Linked DNA regions of Sus scrofa: region 2 is linked to region 1. Evidence: chromatin contacts called from public promoter capture Hi-C data. All regions are on one chromosome and are shown on one strand. The core of a region is the stretch at or near the end of the contact, and the rest is flanking DNA. Distances in the headings are between cores, read along the strand shown. Region 1 holds the start of NPLOC4 (nuclear protein localization protein 4 homolog). Region 2 holds the start of NDUFAF8 (NADH dehydrogenase [ubiquinone] 1 alpha subcomplex assembly factor 8).

Region 1 (3,961 bases), core at 1,428-3,927:
GACACGGCCTGCCCAGCGGCCAGCAAGACAGAGGCTGCTTCAGCCACCTGAGGGGTGGGAGGACCAAGGGACAGAACACACCAGAACGCCGCCACGCGGCAGTTCCTCCTCTGGGCAGTTACTGTGCCTCGTACTGTATGTAAAACAGCACAATACGGATGAGAAATGTTTTTTTAAAGAATTTCAATGACACAGGACAAAGTGCACAATGGCTTCCGATTTGCTCGCTTTCATCAAACAAATTAAGAATAATCTAGATTATCCTAAAAGAGCTTGACTATCTTTCTCATTTTTCTAGTAATCGTCTCTTGACTGAAAACGCTTTGCCCCCCCCGCACTGTTCCCCATTTTTAAGATTTTGTTTTGAATAATATTCATGAAATACCGACTGTTAAGAGCATAACATATTTTGTTTGCTTCTCAACAATATCTGCTTAACTCTCTCACCCAGATGATGTGCGCTCAAATGTGTGTACTGCATACAAAAGTTCTTTTCACTTTTGATTTCTAGTCCACTTTACTCCGGATTCAACATCTAGAGAAATGTTTTCTTTTTTTCCTTGCTTTTTAGGGCCGCACCCTCGCATATAGAGGTTCCCAGGCCAGGGGTCGAATCAGGCTACAGCTGCGGGCCTGCACCACAGCCACAGCCACAGCGGATCTGAGCCGCACCTGCGACCTACACCACAGCGCACGGCAATACCGGATCCTTACCCCCCTGAGCGAGGCCAGGGATTGAACCTGCATCCTCATGGATACTAGTCGGATTTGCTTCCGCTGCGCCACGCAGCCTGGGCATTAGACAGGCTCCACGTTATCTGTTCCTGAAATCTGTCTCCCCGACCGGAGCAGGTGAAGAGGTGCCCTGCTTCTCTCTGAAGGATTCTGGGAGGGCTGCTCTGAAGGTGCTCACTTAGGACCAAGAGCGTGACGCTCCACTCTCTGAGGAGCGAAAAGGCAGACATACACTTTCCCGTATGTATCTGTGTGCATCTAAAGCTTAAGTTATTCTATCTGTTCCTTTACAGCAGGGCGCAGCAGCCCACGTTTCCAAGCTAAGCTCGGTCTCTAACTCAAAGAGACAAACATAACTCACACTGAGGGAAATTATGGCTTCACTTTTGACATAGGCCGTAATGTAAAATATGACCCAGCGACAGGGACACGCAGTTCCTTGGGAACTTGGGTTTCCCTCTTTCTAAGAAAAGGAACTCAGAACACTTCTTGGGGGAGTCAAAGAATTGGTAAGATAAAAACCAGTTATCCCACAGAAATTTTTGGAAGATCTTTCCAAAATAATAGATGAAAACTTTTCTGTACAGCAGAAATTGACAGAACATTGTAGCGCAGCTATAATAGAAAAAACGAAAATCTTAAAAAAAAACTCACAACCTTTGAAATAAGTTTCAGAAGAATGATCTGTTTTAATTCCCGAGAAATGTGACAAGAGATCCATGCCACACCTAGCAGGAAACGGCCTTCTCTGAAACAACTCATTTGACCGTGGTTACCTGAATTCAGTTAAAAATAATACAGGACGGAGACAGTTTGAAAGCAGCTCTGAGTGTTAAATTCTTAGCCTATTTCTAGAACAGGGTTAGGAAATCTTATTCTAAAAGGAGTCAGTGGCTAGTTTCTCTTGGGCCACTTCCCTCTGCTCATCTCCAGGTGGTGAACCGTGCAGGAGGCCCCAGAGCCCCGAGCACAGAGCTGTGTATCCAGGAGGCATCACAGGAGGGGCTGGAAGCCCAGGGCTGGGGGTCCCCGCAGAGCCAGGACCGCGCCACTCGGGACACCTGGCCAAACCGCGAAGCCACCCCCGCCCTGCGAGGTTCTCGACACCACCTGCCCCCCGGTGCTGCTTCTGCTTCCCCGGGAAATCTCACGCAGTCCTCAATGCGGACCAACATATTCTGTGCAGCTGGTCTGAGGGGTTTTTTCCTGCCGCACTGACTTTTGAGAGGAAACTTTCTACAAGTTAACGCATGGCCGGCTTTTTCTGCTTTTCACTGGCTTTTCCGTTTGTGTCTTTTTTTTTTTACTTAAGAAAAACCTTCGGGTACAAAGTGAAATCGCCCTTTAGAACATCCCTTTAGACGGGCAGCTGTCAAGTTCTCCTTGCCGTCCGCCAGACCACCCTCCTCGCAGCTTCCTCTGGCGGGGAGGGGGTCCCCGTCGGTGGAAAGCGCCCTGCTTTCGGGGACCCGTAACAAGGCACTTCCTGGGGCGGCGGGAGGAGGCAGAAGAGATGGACGGCGGCGAGGCGGGGTCGTGGCCCCGGCCCCTGGCACCGGAGCCCCTCCGAGCGCGCCCGGCCAGCCCCCCGCGGCCCGGAATCGAGGCGGCAGGCACAGCCCAGCCCCTGCGGACGGCCCGGCTTCCCCGCCGGCCGAGACCCGGAGGTCGGGGGCCCGGCCGGCCCGGCGGAGGAGGGCAAGCCGCCGCGCTTCCCGCAGGCCGCGCCGGCAAATCTGCTGCCTCATCCCGGCGCCTCCCGCCCGGCCGCCCCACTCACGATGCTCTCGGCCATGGCGGCCGCTCCTGTCTCCGGGCTCGAGCCCCGGGCCGCCGCCGCCGCCGCCGCCTGCCGCCCCGCGGGCCTCGCAGCCCCGGCCCCGGCCTCAGCCCCGGCCCCGGCCTCCCGCCGCCGCCGCCACCGCCGCTCCAGCTTCGCCGCCGGCAGCCACCGCCGCGACGTCCGGTGCCTCGCCCGACGCGCTCCCCGGGCCCCGCGGCCGCGCAACTGGGTTCCGGCCGCGCACCGGGTTCCGGCCCCACCAACGGTCCGCGCCTGCGCAGCCCGGCCCCCCGCGCCCTGGGCTCCGCGCAGACGCGCGCCCCCGCTGGCCACGCGCGGGAGAGACGCTGCGGAGAGGTCGGCGGGCCCGGGGGCGTCGGCTCGGCCTGGCGTTCCCGACACCTGGTCACACGGAAACGGAGACAGGCTCGAGAAGGTGACATCACACCTTGATGATATACACACATATTTTAAAGAAAGCATTTTCCCTCAATCCTACGTAAGAGAAACGAGCGAGTTTTGACTGCATTTTTTAAGGCCGCACCCGAGGCACGTGGAGGTTCCCAGGCTAGGAGTCGAATCCGAGCTGCAGCTGCCGGTCTACACCACAGCCACAGCAACCTACACCACAGCTCATGGCAACGCCGGATCCTTAACCCACTGAGCGAGGTCAAGGATCGAACCTGCGGCCTGAGCCACGCCGGGAGCTTCTCAACTGCATTTTAGATAAATGCTTTTTGCCAGAGAGCCAATATCCTAAAATTGCCCACAGTGCCAGCTTCATGGGTACAGACCAGCGCTGTTTTTTGGAAGGGCCTGGCTTTAGGTTCGTGCTCTGCTATCACCGTCTTGCCGTCGTTAATAATTTTCAGCAAGGAGCTCTGCATTTGCAGCATTTGTGTGTGTGTGTGTGTGTGTGTGTGTGTGTGTGTCTTTTTGTCTTTTCTAGGGTCACACCCGTGGCATATGGAGGTTGCCAGGCTAGGGGTCCAATTGGAGCGGTAGCGGCCAGGCTACGCCAGAGCCACGGCAACACAGAATCCGAGCTGTGTCGGCAACCTACACCACAGCTCAGGCAATGCTGGATCCCCAACCCACTGAGCAAGGCCAGGGATCGAACCTGCAACCTCATGGTTCCTAGTCGGAGTTGTTAACCACTGAACCACAACGGGAACTCCAATTTTTTTTTTTCTGTCTTTTTGTCATTTTCAGCATTTTCATATTGCGCTGGGCTCTGCACATTTTGTAGCTGACCTTGCCTGAAATTATGAAAAAAAAAAAATGAGAACCTCAAAGAGAGTAAACTATGTTTTTTAACCCCCATGGATCAATTTCAGATTGTATTTATTTATTTTCTGTGCTGAAAAGAGTTAGGAAATTGTTACTCGGGAGGATGTGGGTTCAGTACCTGGCCTCGGTATTAACTGTGGTGTAGGCCGGCAG
Region 2 (3,653 bases), core at 163-2,662, 270 kb before region 1:
CTGACTCGAGCCGCAGCCTTCTGTCCTGAAAATGCCCAGTCCTCGGTGGCTCTAAGGGCTCCCCGCCTCCCCCGTCAGTGACGCAGGCGTCTGACACACCTAAGGGACACACTATGTTCCTTATGTTTCGTTTAGAAACAGCTTAGCAATAAGCAGTTTAAAACCGAAGAGCTTGGAGGCTTTCCTTGTGCGTCTCCCTGGCTTGACTGCACCCTAAACACAATCACCTGTGAACTAAAGATGAGGCGCCCTGAGCACAACCGCCCGGGGATTAAAGATTAGCACCTGCTGTTCTTCAGGAACTTTCCCAATTCGTTCTAACCGCTCATCAGGATACCCCTTTCTCAAGTATTGTTATTCCAGGAAAAGTCAAGATTCATAACCCGGAAAACCACTGAGCTCTCCGGCACCAGCTTAGGTGACTAAGAATCGCTGAAAGAAAGAAGAATGCGTGTTTGCCCCAACCCTGATTCTTATCTGAAACCCTGTTTTTCTCCTTTTAGACCATAAAACTCCCTGCAACTCTTCCCCAAGAAACGGCCCAGTCTTTAGGGCGTTAGCCTGCTGTCACCTCCTTGGCCTGGCAGAGCAATAAAAGCTATTTTTTTCTCCTTCACCCCTATCTGACGCCCGCCACTGAGTGAAACGGTCGTCCTGCTTTCCAGGCTAGTGTCTGGCCCTGTAATTGATCTTCGACAGAGCTCAGGGGTCACTGCGTCTTTTTCTCGAAAGCTCTCAAGTTGGGTAAGAAAGCACTAACTTGGGGCCCCTGGCTCTCTTCCCCAATTTGGACTCGGGTCAAGGCGTCTCACTGTCCCCAGGACCTGACACAGGGCTGGCTGACCTGCCTCCTCCACGCACGTGCGGCGGGGTCCCGCAGCCTCGGAGGGGTCCAGGGTAGGAGGGAGAGGAGGGGAGCCGGGGGTGTCGGAGGCGGGGCTGGGGGGAAGAGGCGAGAGGAGAGGTGGGGGGGCCGCAGAGCTGTGACCCCGCGGGGGCCGAGCGGGGCCACGGAGGCGGCCAACTCGGCCGGGAGGCTGCGCGCGGCGGGGCCGGGCCGCCCGCACTCACCCGGTGCAGGAAGCTCAGCCGGTCCCGCAGCTGCGGCGTGGCCGCCATGGATGCCGGTCACCTTCCGGCCCCGCCCAGCTTCCGCCAAGCCCTGACCCCGTCCAGTCACTCAGCGGGCCTGGCCCCGCTGGCCAATCGTTCGCGTGGGGCGGGCCCTGAGGCCGTCCTCGGTAAACAATTTGCACCTGAACCAATCCAAAGTCTAAGGTCAAAGACGGACGAAACCACGAGCCAATTACAGGGCTCTGCTCCCAGAGCGTAGTTCCGGAGGCGAGGCAGAGGCGTGGCTGAAGCCTGGCCAATTACAAAGCGCAGAACAGGTTGTGGGCGGAAGCGTCGACCAATCAAGCTGTTGGGTGCGGGAAGAGGCCGGACCTAAGATGGCGGCGCCCACGGGTGCCAGGAAGAGCCGCTCATGTCGGGTAGCGGAGCGGTGTGGGGTCGAGTGCGAAGCCGCCTCCGCGCCTTCCCCGAGCGCCTGGCGGCCTGTGGGACTGAGGTGCGGAGCCGTCAGCGAGGCGGGAGGGCTGTACGGGGCGGGGCGGGGCGGGCGGTTACCGGGGAGCGGCGGGGGGGTCTACTGGCTGACCGGCGGGCGCAAGGGCCGCCGCGATCCTCGCCCGTCCCCGTCCTGTCCCCAGGCCGCGGCCTACGGCAGGTGCGTGCAGGCATCCACCGCCCCGGGCGGCCGCCTGACCAAGGACCTTTGCGCGCAAGAGTTCGAAGCCCTGCGGCGCTGCTTCGCCGCCGCGGTAAGTGGGCGCCGGCCCCGCCGGGGCGGGGGGCACCCTGGTTTCGGTGTTGGGCGCCGGCAGGTGCTGCGCACACGGCACACCCGCCCACCAGCCAGCGCGACCCCCGCCCGGCCGTGTCCATCGCGGGGAGGGGAACGGCACCCTCACCGTGTTACTGCGGTGCCTTGGAACCCTACCTGGGCCTGTCGCCGAGGCGGGGTAACGCCAAAAGGGACCCCACGTGTGTGCTGCGCGTGGGCGGTTACAGCCAGGCCCCTGGTCTCCCCCTGCTCGACTGCGCGTTTCTCAGAGGGTGAAGGGACAACCAGCAGGGCCGCAGCGGCTGCGAAGTCCTCCACCAGCCGCGCTGACGGGTGCCAAGGGCGCAGAAGCGGCTGCGCTGACGCGGTCTGTTGGTTCCCTGGCTCTGGGTTCAGATCTGCCTCCAACCACTCAGGAGCGGGTGTCTTCTGTTTCCGAGCTGTGGCATTTTCTGATCCTCACTGATCGAACCCTGTGCTGGAGAAATCCTTACGCACTATGCCCACGTAAAGAACTATGGTGTCCAGTTTGTGTTTTCAAGAAAGACGAGGAAGAAGTAGAATTGGAGGCAACTCTCTGGGCAACTGAGATGGGCGCTCCAGACATCTCAAGGGCAGGCAGCGGAGACTGCACTGAGGCTTCCACACGGGGGTTTGAGCTGGTGCCGAGGTGTCAGGTCTCCGGGGTCTGGGGTGGGCTGTGATGCCAAGGATCAGCTCTGTTCACCAGACGCAGATCCTGAGAACCGGACCCCAGAGGGGGCAGGATGATTCCAGGAATCTGAGGCCATTTTCTGACGTTCCGGGATGGCTCTCCCTCCTTTTCTGGGCCCTCAGACCCTCCTCGCACTCCCCTTGCCATGACCGTGGCTGGGACGCGCAGTCTCAGCCTTGTCACCAACCTCTGATCCGACGCGGACATGTCCTTGGGACTTGCTTCCTGCCTCCTGGCAGATCCCCCGGGAGGGGACAGGCCTCGGTCCCACGGTCACCGGTTGCGAGGTGAAGACCCGCGCTCCCGGCACCAGGCTCTGCTCTGGCACCTGTGGGCGCGTGGTCACCTGCACAGGTGTCTGGTCGTCTGAGACTCTTTATGCTCCTTTGCCTCCATCGTGCTGTCCTGTCCCCAAAAGGCTGGCCCTTGTGCCTTTTTCCGCTGATGGGGACCTAACTGCAGGCCCTGGGCCCTGGGAACTCAGGACGGGAACGAGGACTTTCTTACCTGAGGACATGAGGGGATGACCCCATCTGCCGTCCGCTCCGAGGAGGCGCCGGGAGCCCCGCCCCTGTCCCTGGGAGAGCTGGCTCTGGGGAAGGGGCTCCTGCCACCTGGTGAGGACGACACGCGGCTCAGTGGCCCTGCAGTGTCTGGCACAGGTGGGCGTGGCTGGGAGGTCTCTGTTCAGTGGCCCCGAGCAGGTGAGCTCTGTGGCCTGTGGGGACCAGGCTCTTTGAAGTTATTTGCCAGAAGGTGGTGGTTTTCTGAGTTTGGAGCCACAGCCCATTCACACAAAATACTTTTTCTTCCAGGCCAAGAAGACCTGACAGGAGGCCAGTAGGAGGGGTCCACAGGCTCCACCGCATGCCCCCCCGCCCAGTGATGGCCCCCAAGGGCAAACGTCTAAAGCCTCAAAGGCAGAAAGGACGGGAAACGCATTAGGGAAGGGTCGGCAGCCTCGCGCATGTAAGGATCTGGGGTAGTGACGGCGAAGCCACAATAAAGACCAGTTGGAGCTCAAAGAGCTGTTTTGCTGTCTGGGCGCCAATGTGCGGGCACGTGGCCGGGGACACGCACCTCCCACCTCAC

Evidence for each region. Promoter capture Hi-C pulls out the DNA fragments that hold promoters and counts their contacts.
Region 2: a promoter capture Hi-C map of fetal skeletal muscle shows a contact between it and region 1, with 6 times the contacts expected there. The contact joins the promoter of NDUFAF8 here to the promoter of NPLOC4 in region 1. A contact is called at or near these places in 2 of 5 promoter capture datasets (fetal liver and fetal skeletal muscle) and 2 of 2 datasets of contacts at active chromatin or transcription factors (alveolar macrophages and skeletal muscle).

Annotation. Positions count from the first base shown.
Region 1 is chr12:1,250,093-1,254,053 of Sscrofa11.1, reverse strand. It overlaps NPLOC4 (nuclear protein localization protein 4 homolog), which reads right to left and starts at 2,677. Exons shown (of 17, transcript XM_021066476.1): 1 at 2,516-2,677. The coding sequence starts at 2,530. It overlaps TSPAN10 (tetraspanin-10), which reads left to right and starts at 2,819. Exons shown (of 4, transcript XM_021066469.1): 1 at 2,819-2,954.
Region 2 is chr12:1,517,237-1,520,889 of Sscrofa11.1, reverse strand. It overlaps NDUFAF8 (NADH dehydrogenase [ubiquinone] 1 alpha subcomplex assembly factor 8), which reads left to right and starts at 1,412. Exons shown (of 3, transcript XM_021066478.1): 1 at 1,412-1,570; 2 at 1,713-3,178; 3 at 3,377-3,586. The coding sequence starts at 1,487. The coding sequence ends at 2,312. It overlaps TEPSIN (TEPSIN, adaptor related protein complex 4 accessory protein), which reads right to left and starts at 1,130. Exons shown (of 14, transcript NM_001244108.1): 1 at 1,072-1,130. The coding sequence starts at 1,119.